Regions from separate parts of the Mus musculus genome. Here region 1 is linked to region 2. Evidence: chromatin contacts called from public HiChIP or PLAC-seq data. All regions are on one chromosome and are shown on one strand. The core of a region is the stretch at or near the end of the contact, and the rest is flanking DNA. Distances in the headings are between cores, read along the strand shown. Region 1 holds the start of Mga (MAX gene associated). Region 2 has its middle 44 kb from the start of Tyro3.

Evidence for each region. HiChIP or PLAC-seq counts read pairs in DNA pulled down with a chosen protein or histone mark.
Region 1: an H3K27ac HiChIP or PLAC-seq map of embryonic stem cells shows a contact between it and region 2, with 18 read pairs. The contact joins the promoter of Mga here to the enhancer-like site in region 2. A contact is called at or near these places in 7 of 39 promoter capture datasets (the 3T3-L1 cell line, embryonic stem cells, erythroid cells and 2 more), 1 of 15 datasets of contacts at CTCF or cohesin (embryonic stem cells), 23 of 484 Hi-C or Micro-C datasets (the G1E-ER4 cell line, embryonic stem cells, morula and 2 more), 14 of 115 datasets of contacts at active chromatin or transcription factors (embryonic stem cells, extraembryonic endoderm stem cells and trophoblast stem cells) and 1 of 9 other capture datasets (adipose tissue).

What each region holds. Positions count from the first base shown.
Region 1 is chr2:119,895,922-119,898,903 of GRCm38.p6, forward strand. It overlaps Mga (MAX gene associated), which reads left to right and starts at 1,307. Exons shown (of 24, transcript NM_013720.2): 1 at 1,307-1,425.
Region 2 is chr2:119,842,465-119,845,427 of GRCm38.p6, forward strand. No RefSeq gene overlaps it. Among named protein-coding and RNA genes, the nearest start is that of Tyro3, 44 kb to the left of the region's middle. Within about 2 kb of position 1,282, at least 27 of the 459 cell types and tissues checked have an H3K27ac peak or open chromatin away from gene starts, as enhancers often do. A contact at or near this core is called in embryonic stem cells and neurons, where this site is marked.

The sequences.
Region 1 (2,982 bases), core at 57-2,556, 53 kb after region 2:
CGAAGCAAGTCAGATCAACCCTGTTGGCTATCCTTGTCCTTCCTCTTGGCTCCATCCTTACATTCTTGGTTTCCTTCAAAGTGTTTGTATTGTCACTTAGCACAAAATAAGTTTTTCTATTATCTCTTGAGAGTGAAAAGTTTGGGAATATGGACTGCATTTTATGTTTTCTACTTAATTATTTCGTAATTACTCCTTTTCACTTTAAACATTTACTGGTAGGTTAGCAGCATGAAAGTAGTAAATGGTAGAGAAAAAAACCTAAAATTTTTGATGTTTGGTTGAGAATTATTGCTCTCTGACTTAGTTTGGCAATTGTCTGACATACTTGTTGGTTAATGTTTTCTTTACATTTTTAAGCTTCATTGTCTTGAAGAAGCAACAACAACAACAAAAATATACATTGTTGGTTAATGTTTTCTTTACATTTTTAAGCTTCATTGTCTTGAAGAAGCAACAACAACAACAAAAATATTCTTGACCATTTCTTTTTAAGACATCTTTCATCTTGGTATCAGGCAATTTAGTGGCAGCTCTTTTTCCTTTATAGAACCTTTCTTTGCTTTGCTTTTCATTCCAGCACGGTGTCTTGGCAGCCTAGCCTACTCTGGAACGTGAACTCACTATAGAATTCAGGTTAGCCTCGAACTCGCAGCAATCCTGCTTCAGCCTCAGTGTTGAGAATATAGGCATAAACTTCCATTCTCTGCGCTCAACAAGGCTTTCTCGAATTTTCCTAGTGTTCTTTGTTGGCGAATATTGGAAAATTGCTTACTCTTCTTTCGTGGTGTTTGCTTCAAGCTTTTCCAGTGTTCTGGTACTTTCCAACCCCATAGCACTTTGTACAGGAGGTCCTCCGTTTTTTTTTTTTTTTTTTTTTTTTTTTTGAAGGATTTGCGAAGCCAGGAGGTCTATGAAGCTTCATGTGGGTGGGGCTGGGTACGGCAGGGGCGGGGCCGGTGAGAAGTCTCTGGGAAAGGCTGAAGAGTCTTGTTGGGAAAGGCCTGGAGGGCAGTGGTTTCAGAATTTTCACGAAGGCTTCGAATACAGGATTGAGCGTATTGTGTACCTCTCTCCTGTCTCTCCTTTCCTGATTCTGGAAGCTTCATAAGTTCTTTCTGGATTACTAAAATGCGAAAAGGCTACGGCTTCGGCTCCGTGGGCGGAACCCAAGGGTCCTGACGCTGCTCCGGGCTGTTTGGCCTCCTGATGTTGGGGGAGGGGCAAAGAGGTGCTGCTCGCGCCTCCCTATGCGCCTGCGCGGTCGGCTCCAAGCTGGTAGGAGCGCGTGCGCAGTGACGTGGACATCCGGTGCGTGCGCAGGCTCTTCAGCTGAAGCGGACACACGGTGTGCGAACCCTTCAGAATAACCCTCCCCTAGAGGGATGTGAAGGACTCGGGGTGAGGCCGGCCACGCCCCGCACGGTAACTCTCGGGCCTGGGTGGAGGGCGTCGCTTCAATAGTGGCCCGATTGGAGTTTTTTTGAGTTTAAACCACTTGTGTATTTGAACGGCTTGCCCAGCGTTCCGCAGAGAGAGCTTCGCACGCCTGGGCCTGGCTGGGCCTTACGCTGTGCAGCCTTTGGTCCCTTGAGCGAGTTGCGCATGTCATCTCGCACGCCTCCCCGACCTCACTTCCGTGTCGCTCGGAGAACTAACTAGGAACATCGACGCCGGAGACCGAGACCACGAGGCGGGCGGGGTGAGAAGTGCCTACGGCACGGCCCTGCCCTCGCGTGCGTGGGGTGTTGAACAGCATGGCACGTTCCGCGTGACGATTTCTAGCCTGGTTATCGATGGAATAAGCACAGGTTTTAAGAGTTCAGCTCTCTGAGTTTCAACTCTCCGAGGGAAACAACCAATGTCTGTTTCTCCAAGGAACTGGATGCAGTGTTTTGACACCTATTCAAACATTTCCTAGCGTGTAATTTCGGGTCAAATTGAGGCAAGGCCCCGAATTTAATGAGGGGGCGATGAGTGAGTTGAATGAGAGTGAGAACTTTGTAAACAAAGGAGCTGTGATTTGTAAGTGCTAATTCGAAGGCGGAGAAAACAGGTAGGGAACAGGTGGTGGTTCCTTTTTCTCTTTCTGGGGTAACCTGACTGGTTTTCTGTCCATAGGACTTCCCGTTTCTGTTGAATTTTCAAGTACGTCTTTGAGTCGAGTGTAAGGTGCGCAAGGGCATTAGCCTTCTCTTTCGTTCCCCAAGAATGTCTCTTTTTCTCTGGCAAAAGGATGGTAGCAGGCATGGGTGAAGAGTGCCTGAAGAGTGGCTTGATTAGTAGAACGGGAAAAATCTCCGTCTGAGGGAGACCCACTCTTGTTCGCGTCGCCGAAGCCGACACGTGGATCTTGAGAAGTTAGGGCTCACTTATGCTCAGTCTGTGGGTGTTGTTGAGCTTGCCAAGCTTGCGTGTCCAAGTGCTTGGTCAACTCTGCCTGTCTTGCTGGCTTTTTGCGCACGACGCTGCTGCAGTTAAGGTGCAGGAGAGTAGCGAGAGGACTGCTGGGAAATGGGCTGGCGGGGTGACTAGTTGTGTAGTCTCCAAGGTAACCGAAAGCGGCTGAACAGCCTTAGGAACACAGGGTTCCGCCTGGCTGCACGTGATCCTTGGGACTCTACCCTGGAAGAGTTTTCTTTGCGACATTTTTTTCATGTTTGTGGCTAGCTGAAAAGCGAGTAACTGGAGGCTGTTTTATTTTTTTATACATAGGTAGTAAGTTGTGTCCACTTAACTGCAACACAAGTGAAAGACCTGAAATTTCATTCCCTGGGTGCATTGGCATATTTATTTCAAATTTGCTGTCCATTTCTGCAGTAAAGGTTAGTTTTTCAGGTTCTACTTAGTAACCCATAGGCAACTAAAAGCTTGTTAACTTGAATTGTTTCAGATTAATACCTACAAATGGAGATATGTAAAAAATTTGAGTTTCAAAATGCGATTTAATTTAATCAAAAGACAAACACCATAGTGAGCCTC
Region 2 (2,963 bases), core at 32-2,531:
ATCTAAAAAATGTTAGTATGTATTACTGGAGGAAGTTGATGCAGATTTGCCTGCAAACTGTCTTGAACACAATCTTTCTTTTCCGGTTGTTGTTGTTTTCTTGACTGATGTGTCTGTATGAGGAGCATTTTGACTCTCTCGTGTCACTGCTTTTCTGTTCTCACTCCTCTCAGAATCTTTGCCAACATACCACTGACATTTGAGAAAGAGAATAGAGCAGTTTGGCTTCTTACTTGCAAAGCCTTCTGTTTCCGTAGTGACGTAAATAATTATGGAATATATCAAGAGTTTTCTTTAGACGATGTGGGTTTCTTTATTTTTGAGATGGGGTTTGGCTTTGTAGCCCAGGCTGGCCTGGAAGCTGAAGTGTCCTGCCTCAGCCTGTAAAGTGCTGGTATTTCAGGTGTGTGCCAACAAATGAAGGCCAGATCAGCCTTTGAAAAGATGGGGTTGTTACCTATGGGCAGGGCTACAAGAGCAGCCTGAGAAAGATCTATCATATGAAATTTGATTCATATATACAAATATATGAAATTCTTTTTTCTTTTCTTTTCTTTTTTCTTTTTCTTCTCTCTCTCTCTCTTTTTTTTTTCCCGAGACAGAGTTTCTCTGTATAGCCCTGGCTGTCCTGGAACTCACTTTGTAGTGTAGACCAGGCTGGCCTCGAACTCAGAAATCCGCCTGCCTCTGCCTCCCGAGTACTGGGATTAAAGGTGTGTGCCACCACACTCAGCTTTCTTTCCTTATTTTCTGTGTATGGGTGTCTTGCCTGCTTGTGCATCTGCATACCACTTTGATCAGTGCCTGTGAGAACCTGAGGAGGTATCCCCTCAGTACAGTACAGATCCCCTGAAACTGTAGTTATAGGTGATTATTAACTCCTGAGTGGACGCTGGGAATCAAGACCACCCCCTGCCCCCACTTCTCAAGAAGAGCAGCCAGTGCTCCTAACTGCTGAGCCACCTCTCCAATACCGTTCTTTTAAAAACTCACTTTATTTAAATTAACTAACTAATTTTGGTTTTGAAACTGGCTCTCAATGTGTATTGCATTAATATTGCTTTCTTAGAAACTGTCTTAGTTAGGCTTTTACTTCTGTAAACAGATACCGTGACCAATACACACACACACACACACACACACACACACATATATATATATATCTGTCTTCAAACATACCAGAAGAGGGCACCAGATCCTAAAAAGGTCATCTCAGGAACTTTGAGAAAGTCAAGAAACACTGCCCCTCCAGAAGGGAGAGGCTAATTAGCATTTCTCAGACCACAAGAGAGAACCGACCTGAGGGTGGGGACACATTCCGCAGGACTGGCCTTGCTCATCTTCAGACAACCGAAGTCCTTGTCACCTCATTCCCTAAAGACCAATCAATTTAAAAGGTGCACTGTTCCACCAATCATATTGTACCTAGTTGCTTTTGCTTTGTTCTGCCCTGGAAACCATATAAAAACTCCCAAACTGGTGCTGGTAGTTGCTGCCTCTCCTGTGGGTCTGGGACAACCCCAGTGCACTGGAACAATTAATTCCTCTTGCTTTTTGCATCGATCCCGGCTCTACAATCCCCTGGTTGTGAGCAACCATGTGGTTGCTGGGAATTGAACTCAGGACCTTTGAAAGAGCAGTCGGTGCTCTTAACCACTGAGCCATCTCTCCAGGCCCAAGGCAATTTTTTTCCCTTGGGTATTTTCTTTATTTACATTTCAAGTGTTTTCCCCTTTCCAGATCTCCCCTTCTGAAACCATCTATCCCATCCCCCTCTCCCCCTGCCTCTATGATGGTGCTCCCCTGCCCATTCTGGTCTTCCCATCCTGGCATTCCCCTATACTGGGACATCGAACACCCTCAGGGCCAAGGGCCTTTCCCCCCACTGCTATCCAACAAGGCCATCCTCTGCCACATATGTGCCCAGAGCCATGGGTGCCTCCATGTATACTCTTTAGTTGGAGATCCAGTCCCTGGGAGCTCTGGGGGGTCTGGCTGGTTGACACTGTTGCTTCCTCCATGAGGCTGTCCCTCGCACAGTCTGCACAAGGCATCTCTTATAAGGAACAACATTTAATTGGGGCTGGCTTACAGGTTCAGAGATTCAGTCCATTATTATCAAGGTGGGAACATGGCAGCATCCAGGCAGGCATAGTGCAGGAGAAGCTGAGAGTTCTACATCTTTATCTGAAGGCTGCTAGCAGAATACTGACCTTCCTCCCTGCCCCCGAGACAGGGTTTCTCTGTGTAACCCTGGCTGTCCTGGAACTCATTCTATAGACCAGGCTGGCCTTGAACTCAGAAATCCACCTGCCTCTGCCTCCCAAGTGCTGGAATTAAAGGCCTGTGCCACTACTGCCCAGCTCAGGATGAGGGTTTTAAAGCCCACACCCACAGTGACACACCCACTCCAACAGGGTCATACCTACTAATAGTTCCACTCCCTGGGTCAAGCATATACAAACCATCACAAAAACTATTCTTTTTGCTTTTTACAAGTGGACCATTTACTTCTTTTCTTCCTTTCATATGAGCATGTGTGTGTCTGCCTCTGTGTGTGTGTGTGTGTGTGTATGTGTGTGTGTGTGTGTGTATGGAGGTCAGAGGACAACTTGCAGAATTCAGTTCTCATCTTCCACCTTGCTGAGGTCTTTCCTTACTCTGGTGGACTGAGTACTCTAGGCTAGCTGGCTGAAGTGCTTCTGGACAGTATCTGCCTCCCATCTGTAGGAGCAATAGGATCATAGAATCACACTACTGCACTGGCTTTTATTTGTTGGTTCCTGGGACAGACCTCAGATGGTCAGGGTTCTGTGCCTAGTGCCTTTATGTGTTCAGCTATCTCTCTGGCTATTTATTTATTTAATTTGAGACAGGGCCTCACTATGTAGTCCAAGATGTCCTGAAACTCACTCTGTAGACCAGACTGGCCTCAGATTCACCCAGATCTTTCTGCCTCTGCC